2 separate regions of the Columba livia genome follow, and region 1 is linked to region 2. Evidence: chromatin contacts called from public Hi-C data. All regions are on one chromosome and are shown on one strand. The core of a region is the stretch at or near the end of the contact, and the rest is flanking DNA. Distances in the headings are between cores, read along the strand shown. Region 1 holds the start of LSM8 (LSM8 homolog, U6 small nuclear RNA associated). Region 2 holds the start of CTTNBP2 (cortactin binding protein 2).

Region 1 (5,169 bases), core at 2,212-4,711, 130 kb before region 2:
CTCTGCATTTAATGAGCTTTTACTTTCATTTTGTCATGGCATTTTACATCAAATATCAACTCATATCTTTGATCTGTCACTACACTGGCTTCAACAGTTGTTACACTGTCGAGCCAGAACCTTTATGCATTTCTGAGATTTATAAAGTGGTCCCTGTGAACACTATATCTAAAAAAATCCTATTCAAAGTCAAATTTGTATAGCAGATTGCTGATATTTTGCACACAAGTTCTATCTCATCTTTTGTTCATCCTTCTATATTTTTTCCTCCATCAACAGATCCTGCCTTTCACAGACTGTAATAAAGTCAAGAAAGGAAAATGCTGAACTTTGTACTGACCTACTGACTGCCATCAGTATATTAACTGGTTAATTCAGGGTGCAGTAAATCTAGACTAACAACATCTTGTCATTAGAATGCAATCACTTCTTTAACAGAAGCATAGCTATTTGCTATGTAATGTGCCTCAGCTTTGACATTACTATAAGTGCTACCCACAGATATGAAAATATAAGACATCTGAGGCTATCAAGGTGTATATAGATACATTACGTGTATATATGCACACACATCATTTTTATCAACTGGTTAAAACAAGAAGATGCCATACTTACACATTATCACCTCTTACAATGTATAATCCTAGCACCACTTGCTCAACTCCTTGTGAAGAACTGAAGACTCGTTCATGGCTTTCATCCAAAATCAAGTTAATGGTTTGATCAAAACCTTTGAGGGTTCCCTGAAAAAAAACACACAAAAAGAAAGCACTCCAATTACCTTTTAAATTTATCACCTTTGCTCTCAAGAATACCTCAAACAAAGTGGTAATACTAAGGTACTAGAGGACAGATGCTCTATTTAGGTTTTACTGTTAGGCTTAAACACTAACAGCTGGAGAATTAAACTTGAAAGCAGTAAGCAATTTAAAAAATATCAATATTTACTATTGAATGTTCTTGTGAAAAGCTAGAGTAAAGTTTAGCATTTAATGAAGTTTCCCTTTTACCAATGACGGTGCTCTGGACAACTAATGTTACTATTTCAACACTATTCTAGCCTTCCTTGTACGGAAGTTTCTGGAAATCAAGTAATTCATTAAATCATATAACAGAAAAAATAGGTTCTTGTGGTCAACAGTAGTAAAATAATTCTTAACATTCAACTTTAAGTGGTCTCTCTTTGAAGGAGAATAGCTTGGTTCCACAAAACTACTAAAAAAAAAAAATAATTCAAGACACACACAAAGAATTTCTGTGCCACTTCAATACACGTTTGGAAAAATGATAGCATAATCGATCTGTGTAATTTACCATCAGTAACTGATCAAGAAATTTAAACTCACGTAAAACTCCATAATTCCAACAGTGATAATATCCATTTATATCATCTAACCATGTAATGAGCCACATACTTTCTATCAAAAAGATGAGAATGAAATTGGTGTATCTTGTATCACAACACAAAGTTTACTAGACTGACTCCAACCAGACAGAAGATTAGGTGAAGCTAGCATATTTCTGCTAAAAGTACTGTTTTCTCTTCCCAGAGGCCACACAAAGGTAAGTACAGACAGAAAGATATATGCCTCATGCTATGGTCATACCAGTATTTTAAACTCAAAACAAGAAAAAGTAATACATGGGCATGGGGGTAGGAATACAAGAAAAAAAATGCAGAAGCAATAAGAACACAGCATTATACAGTCTAATATATAAGTTTTCCAATCCTCAGTTTTTCACACTTAAACAGAATGCCATAGCAATTCTTCAGCAATTATCAGTTCTCCTGTAACTATATGGAAGAAATGGTTTTATAACGAAAGCGGAAGAGTTCACCGAACAAAGAGGACATTTTAGATATAAATCAAATTACTGAACAGAGAAAGAAATGCATTTTCTTGTGCGTTCCTACAGTAAAGGTCATTTGATAAAAGGTCAAAGTACACAAGTTTATTAATGGACAAAGTTGATTGGCAAGAACAAGTAAGAGTTTAAATTGTACAATATAAAATAATGGCCATAAAGTTTTAAAAAACGCTCTGTAAAGGTGTGAACATGTAATTGATAATATCCTGGCATGTTGTTTTTTTATTGCCATGGTGGAAAGCCCTTAAGAAGGTAAATAAAATGTTAAAAAATAGATGTCTCACCACAATCATTCTTCCATCAGAAGTAATTACTGCAACAGTACCTGATAGTTCATTAAGGAAATGTTTAGACATCTGAAATAGAGTTGTTAATGTTTTCTGCAACATTCATATGTAAATTAAGTTTTAAGAGACATTAAGAGCCAAAAAAGCCTATCAACGCTTCTTTAAGCAGCATGGTTAATAGTGACATTTGACAACACAGTATTATTTATGACAATCTGTTTTAAAGTTTCACTTTACCCAGCCATGGAGAATCACAGACAAGCATGAACACCATTGAAAGCAGATTAAAGATTCACTTCTCTTCCCATTACTCATCACACTACTACTACTGAAAGAACATCAACAGTTTTATAAACACTTTAACCTAAGCCTTTAAGAACAGCTTAGCAGTGGGGATCTCAAGTCTGGCATTCTACAGTCCTCACATGGATAGCGTGACTACGCCAATTGGATGATCACATATCCATCATCCTGAATGATTCTGGGTTACAACCTTAGCGCTTGTGAATAAAATTGAAAATGGCCATGGGTTATCAGGAGTACAAAAAGCTGGCAAGAAAAGGGCTCGAAGAACACTAACTCACAGCTTCTGAGCAAATGATGTAAAGCTGATAACTAAACACACGTTAAGAGCCCTTAGAGTGGCCAGGCTCATTGTAAATCTCGTCCCTCGTCGCAGATCAAGCAAGGGCCGGGTGTGCAGCACTTGACGCTACCGGGGACCCGATTCCCTGGGCCTCCTGTAACCTCCATTCTACCGCCAAGCCAGTCTTAGGAGAAACCCACAGCGCCAAGCGGGAAGGCCCCAAGCAGCGACACCGCCCGCGGGAGTGGGACACGGGCGGCCAGAGGCCCCGGCCAAAAAGCTTCGCACAGGCCGTTCAGCAGCCTGGCTGGGGCTGGGGACCCCTTCGCAGCGCACACCCTGCCGGGCCCGCAGGTGACCGATCCCCGCAGCAGCTCTGGCATCCAACCCCGCGCCGCGCTGCAGCCACCAGCCCGGCCCTCAGCGCACCGAGTCGCTAGGGCCCCTGCCCCCCGCCGCCCCGCATCCTCACGGGCGTGAAGGAGAGAACAGGTGCGTTCCCACGGCCCTCGGGGCTGCCCCGGGAAGGATACGGTTGATGTAGTTCTCCAAGGCGGAGGTCATGGCGGCGGCTCCCGCGCTTTGCCTCACACCGGCGCCACCAACCGCCAAACACCTCCCGCGAGACGACGGCGGCAGCGACACTTCCGGCGCGCGCCGCTGACGCGCGGCCCGCCGCGCAGGCGCACGACCACGCGCGACAGCGGCAGCGCGACAACGGGCTCTTGCGGGTGCGCATGCGTGAGGAGGCAGGCGGAGACTAGTTGAGTGGGCTGTACCAAGTAGCGATCGCAGGGGGTGGTGCCGAGGGGGGGGTTACACTGCCCCTCCGTGGCACATGGCACCGTTCGCTTACGGAACCCCCGCGGCCGCCATCGCTGGGGGATTTGTGTGGGGAGGGAGCGCTCGGCGGGGAGCGACAGCGCCCTGTCCGTACCCAGCCTGAGGTCCGTACCCGCCGCGGCTTCGCTGCCTGGGTGCAGCTGACACAGGAGCCACTTAGCCCTCAGTTCCCTGCGGCGTGAGGCGGGCGGGGAGGGGGCTGCTCCTTGAGGTCCCGTGCAGAAGTGGTTTGTGTAGGAAATGGCGGGTTGCTGGGAGTGGGAAGACCAGGCTTGGGAAAGGTGTTTTTGCGGTGCCCAGATGCCGTGCTGTGAAGCGCTTGGCACCGAGGCAGCTGCTTGGGCCTGGGCTGTGGTCTGGAATAGCAGAGTTGTGCTGCTGCATTAGAAATGCAGCGGTCAGGCTCTACAATCCAGGCAAAACTATACTTCTTTTTAAAAAGATGGGCAGTGTCAAGTAAGTGCAGATTCTTGTGCAGAAGTTTGGATTTTATGCTTACAGGCATCTCACCATAACCTGTAAATGTGAGAATGGCAAATAGGGATGTCCCAACGAGCTCGTCCTCTTTCACTTGTGTGTAATTCCAGCAGTCACTGTCATTCTTCCCTTGCCATTCTGGTGGCCTGGTATTTCTTCTGATGCATCCCTGGTTATTACTGCCTTCCATACTTGACAGTGTACATGATGCACACAGTGTTGGCCCAGAGGCTGTGCAATGTGAGTGTACAGAATCTGCTGGATTCCGTGGTGGCACTGGAAGACAGTTTTCAGGAATGCAGGGAACCAGGCGGACTTCACACAAGAAGAGATACCTCAGGAAATTGTTAAACGTTCAGTAACAGAACTAAGTTAAGCTGCAAAACTCATCCTGTTGCTTTACTCATGGGAGATAATATACTCATTGTTAGTATGCAACAGGCTTTCAGAATCATACTGCAGTATGTTGTACAGACATCCTCTGCATCACAATGTATTCAGTCAAGTATGCATCTCTCTAATGGTATTTAATATATAACAGTGTGCTGATGATACATAAAGTCTTACACAGGTATAACCTTATGTAACTGTCTACCAGGCTTCTCAAAGCGTGAGCTCAATGCTGCTGTGTCAGCACCATTGCTTGAGTCGTCTTCATGGAGTCAGATAAAAATAAATGTTCTTCAACCTGCTGTCTTTGACACTATTGGCTGTTTATTGCACCAGACACCAACCTTTTCTGATGTAACACTATATGGGAAAAATTCCTTCAAAGTATAAAAACAGTGGGCCATTTCCAGTCTAGTATATTGTGAAATGAAATGGTACATAAATTGTGGATTAAATATATATAGTAAATCCATGACCTTCAGTAGACAGAAAATTAGCTTGGGACTTAGAATATGGAGTTCTCCTTTCTGTAATTTTTTGGATGACACTGAGAAAATTTAACCTCTGGAAAGTTTTCCAGTCTGTCAGTGAAGGTAGTGATTGTGATGGGCTTCATAAAATGGTCTAAAATAACATTAGATCAATGTGTAATCAGGAGATCAGATTTAGTGAAGCACTAAGTAGATGTTAATAGGAGAAAGCTCTCACAAATAAGAC
Region 2 (5,063 bases), core at 1,493-3,992:
CCTCTGCCTTACAGTAGTGATAAAATTATCTGTAAAAACACAGGCAATTTCTTCTCTTAGAAGGGCTCTGGCTTAGCCACATGTTGAAGAGATGTTTTGCCCTGTAGAAGATAGGCATACCAATGACAGTGCACTATAGGAGCAGTCACAAGGTCATGCTGTCCCTCTCTCTGAACTCATTTATTTTGTGTGCAGATGCTATATTACTGAGGGGTTTGAAAGCCAGTTCTGAGAGACTGTCAGGAGCATAAACAGAGCAACCAGAGAATAAGTAAGACCTTGTCCAGTGATACAGTGCTAACAATTAAGGAAAAAACATTTCCTACTTTGAAGGTGGTACCAAGTCCAAAGGTGTTCTTCATGCAGCAAAACATGAAAGATATTTGAGCCTTACCACCATCACTGATGATGCATCAATGATTGCTATTCGGCATGAGAATCTACTCCCAGTAGCAACTGGTAATACCTAATATGGATTTTAGTGCTCTCATGCCACCACTAAGCCTTGTTGCTGTTATTAGAGTGAAGAAACATAAGCATGCAGTATAGGCTCATACAATTACAAAAATCAATAATATTTTCAAAATGTTGTGATGATTCATTTCACGGCATAAGGAATAAATATAGATCATTCCTCCTTCAAAACATACCTGTCACCTTTTTGAGCACAACAGGAGGTCAAACCATGTCCAATGTTTGTATGACGTGCTGGATATTAGTTGTCTGGGGTGGGTTTTTAGATGAAGTGTTGCTGTTCCATCTACCCTATTAAATTTTTGCTGGCTGAGATATTACCACCCCCATCTCTCTCAGAAATCACTCTAAATTTATCTTCAGATGAAGAAGCTCTCAAGTCTGAGATGGAACGCTATGACTAATCTAATATTCATTGTTATTTTGATAAATGTACACTTGGTAATTGATAAAATATCAGCTAAACCAGAGTTTATGACCTCAGCAGTGCAAGAGATAAATGGTGCAGCCTTTGCTACATCACTGTTGTGATGCAGATGGAGTTAAAATAGTACTTACACAGTATGGTGCATGAATGCTTTCTACCAATTCAGTTAGAAAGACACATAAGTAACTGTGATGGTTGATAGATTATTCTAACACAAAAGGAAAATACTGGCAATGATAATGGTAGACAGGAATCGATAAGAGAAAATATATTCTCAAACCAGTTTATAAACTTCAGTGTTTAAAACCATTTTGGAGAGAAGTAATTATGACAAAGTCCATTGGAAACAAACGACTTTTCATTGAGTTTCTCAATGGCGAAGCACCACATATTCTTTAAAATTTATGCACTAATATGAGTAATGCGTGGTACTTTGCTGTCAGTAAGGTAATATCCTTATATATCCTAAAACCAACTAAATGGTATTAGGTTTCTGTGAACTGAGAAAAAAAGTTGTTTTAGGCTCTGTGTTATCAATGGAGTTTCTCAGCTTTGGTGGAGGAAGGGATGTGAGCAGTCACTATAGTTATCAAAAGTGTAAAGCTTGAGTAGGAGGAGAGCTAGATGATTTTTAAGGAAAAAACAGTCCCTAAATCCAGAAAGGATCTGTTTTACTGTATTTTATGTGCCCTGTAATGGTTTCTATGCACTGCCTGCTGCTCATTCTGTTCAGTGTACAGTTACAGTTGGGGCCTGTTCTACTAATCACTTGTTAGTTGTCCTTCTGGTGAAGCACAGGCTAAGAAACTAATGCATGTTTTTACTTACATCCTTAGGTACACCATGCTTAGAAGAACACTTGGTGTCTTTGATCAAGGGAAGTCACTGGCCCATTTCTGTCTCATTGTGATGCCAAGGGAGTTCAGCATGAGCCCAGACCTGCAGCAGCACTATGAAAGGAGGAGGCTGGCAAGGCTCAGAGAAGCCTGCTGTTGGTGGAAGTTGTGTGTGGCTGCAGAATACACAGTGAGGCAAATTCAGCTAATAATGGATGCAAGTTGGCTGTAGAGAAGGGTACATTCAGATTTGGATTCAGTGTAGAGCCCACTGGGCAGGTTCCCATTGCGTGGGTAAAGCAGTGGGGCAAGACCTTGAGGAACAGCCCCTGGAGACAGACAGTGTAGCACAACTGGAGGGGGTTATCTTGGAGGGGAACATATGATTTAGCCTGTGTAGTAGCAGGTTCAGCTCAGCAGCCCAAACCTTCCTCTGTAGGAATCAAAACAGGTTTAGGCTTCAGTACCAGCCTCACAAGGCAAAGGGCAGCCCCAGGCCTGGGGGCGCTCCACGGCTGAGCAGCCCTGAAGTGCTGGGCCTGACTCCATGGGCCTGGATGAAGGTCCATGCTCACACAGGCTCTGAAGTCACCCTGTCTTGAAAACAAGTCACCAAGCAAGGGCTGAGGAGAGGTGACTCCCTTTGCCAGCACCCCCAGAAAGAAAAAGGGACAGAGATGTTCTTCCCTCAAAGGCTTCAGCTGGTTTCAGGATCTCACCAGGCAGGTGAGCCAAGGCCGCTGTAAAAGCCCTTTTTTCCCACCCCATCTATAACCATCCGCCTGCTCCCAAGCCACGGCAGAGGGAAGGAAGGCGAGTGGTGCCTGCGTGCTCCGGGGCAGCGCGGTGGCGGGGGCCCTCCCCTCAGCCACCACTGCGCCCCGGCAGCCCGCGCCGGGGTCCCGGTCCCTATCCCCCTCCCCCGCCTGGTTCGGGGCCGCCCTATGGAGGACGGGGAAGGGGTGGGTGGGGAAACCCGAGCGCCCGCCGGCGGGAGTCGCTCGCCTCGGCCGGCGAAGGGGGCGGCTCGGCTTCGGCAGCCCCGCCTGCGTCGCGCCGGAGGGGTTAAGCGCCCCCGCTCACCGGTGGGCTTTTTGCCGGCGGGGAGGGGGTTAAGCGCCTGGCGGCGGCAGCTACTGCCACTCGGCTCCGCGCCGCTCTCCGCGCCGGAGCCGTTACAGCGGGAAGATGGCGACGGAGGGCGCGAGCGGCGAGCCGGGCTCTGACGAACGGGAGGACTTGGCGGCCACGGCAGCGGTAACCGGCTCGGCGAGAGCAGAGGGGGGGTTCGACCCAGCCGCGGCGAGGAAGGCTTCCCGTGGGGATGGGACGAAGCGGCACTTAGAGACCTGCCTCCCCCGCTCTGTCCCTCCGCCCTCCTTCTCCCCCGGGGCGGGACAGGGCTCGCCTGCGACAGACCTGCAGGCGAGCCCCGTCCCGCCCCGGGGGAGAACAGAGAGGGGCGCGGGGTCTCCCTCTCTGCCGACCTCCCTCTTCCCCTCCACGGTGTTGGCGGGTTCCCCCCCCTCATTGTTCCTTCCCGCTGCTCCGGGGCGGGCTCGGCGTGGGGCTCCGGTGAGGGGGCACAGAGAGGGGGCTCCGCTCCCCGCTCTCGCCTCTCGCACCCACCCCCCGCTTTCCCGCCGCTCGCCAGAGCGAGCGCGGCTGCGCCCCGTTTCTCCGGGCGGGCTGAGGTGGTGACAGCGGCCGGGGCGTTGGGAGCTGTCAGACCAGGGCGAGGGTGGGGGAAACGTTGATCTTTAGCTCTTTGCTTGGCTCGCAAGGCGCTTGATTTCTCCTTCTTCCCTCCCGTGTGGCGTTTTCGACGCTGGGACAGCGTCCTTGCCCCTCCCGCCCCGAGCGCTGCTGTGTGGAGGCGTCTCGGCTGCCCGGGCCTCTCGGCAGCGGGGCTGCGCCCCCGGGGCAGGGTCTGACACCCCGCTTAAAATATCCCCCCAAACCCGAGCAGAGCCCCCGTCCCCGACGTTTGTTCCCCGCGGGTGGGTGAGGCGCCTGAGGAGGTGCCGGGCGCGGTGTGGTGCCCGCCGGTTAAAACGGTGTCGGGTGGAGGCTGCGCTCCCCTTGGCGAGCGCTGGGCTCCTCTCACTGGCCCGACCCCCCGCCAGGAGAGCCGAGCTTCGCCCTCTCGGGCGGGCCTGCTCGTCCAGTGGGCCCCGGCTCCTGAGCCCTGCGGAGCGAGCCCTCTCGGCCCGGCAGCTCCCCCGCGCACGGCGCATCCCAGACCCGGTGGTCAGACGCGCCCGCGGAGCGCCCGGGGCTCCCCAGCCCGCGTTAATGGCCTGGGTGACAGCCCTTGTCAGGTCCCAAATCCGGCGCTCAGTGTTCGGCCTCGCAGCCACATGCAAAGTTCAGGGCAGGAAAACTGCTGAGGCGCACGGTTTGCTTGGGATCGTTTCTGAAGGTAGATGACCCTCGAAGGAAGGGGGCACTGGTTTCTGTGAAATCAAAGTTATTGCTGGCATTTTTTACTATTATTTTGTTTGTTGTTTTTGTTGTTTGTTTGTTTTTTTCAAACAGGCACTAATTCCTATCTGAAACCCTGTTCCAGCTGTGCACTCAATCTTCCTTGTGTGTTTTAACTTATGCAGTGTTGTGGAAATTGAGTTTTATTTTAAGAAAGTAAACCTTACACAGTGAATATTTGTAACATCACTGTCTTTTAAAACAGTGGCATAACTGTGACATAAATGAATAGTAAGGTAAGAATTCATAAAAGCAGACTATTAAATACTTTAAACCTCCAGTTTTGAGTAAATATATTTATACTAAATTCTTTAGTATACTCATATTGTTAGTGCTATAAGTTTTAGTTTTAAAAGCTCAGATGAGTAGCTTGTAATCAAGTAACACTCCAATATTGACCTGTTGGGTAGTGCTGTGAAAGCCACTCATGCAATTTAGTATTCTCCTTGTGGAAGGCAGGAGCCACAGCTCTCTACTGCACAATGCTTTTAAAACATATTTTTTTGAACCAAAGAGGTGCTAGGAAGTAACTTTTGTGTTACTCCCTAAGGCAAACAAACAAATAAACTAGCTATAGTTAAGAAATAACAAAATATCTTTTTAATTTTTATTTTTAATTTTATTTCAGTGATTAAATATTTAGTATTCCTTTTCATCTTGTTTTCCTTGCCAGTATAAACATTGTATTGTTCATTTCATTTTGTCTCTTGTGCAGGAAAGTAAAAAGAACTCTGTGCAATTAAAATATTAAAAAAAAAAAAAGTATACAGTACTCCAATATTCCTTTTGAAGGGTTAATAAGAATAGCTTATTTTCTGTCATTAAACTCAAGATACAGAATT

The links. Hi-C and Micro-C count contacts between places; a contact is called where the count stands out from the background.
Region 1: a contact with region 2 is called in a Hi-C map of crop, with 2.5 times the contacts expected there. The contact joins the promoter of LSM8 here to the promoter of CTTNBP2 in region 2. A contact is called at or near these places in 2 of 2 Hi-C or Micro-C datasets (crop and liver).

The regions. Positions count from the first base shown.
Region 1 is chr1:185,909,276-185,914,444 of bColLiv1.pat.W.v2, reverse strand. LSM8 (LSM8 homolog, U6 small nuclear RNA associated) reads right to left here and starts at 3,461. Exons shown (of 4, transcript XM_065048818.1): 1 at 3,276-3,461; 2 at 2,154-2,194; 3 at 616-743. The coding sequence starts at 3,306.
Region 2 is chr1:185,779,295-185,784,357 of bColLiv1.pat.W.v2, reverse strand. It overlaps CTTNBP2 (cortactin binding protein 2), which reads left to right and starts at 2,742. Exons shown (of 23, transcript XM_065048799.1): 1 at 2,742-2,994. The coding sequence starts at 2,926.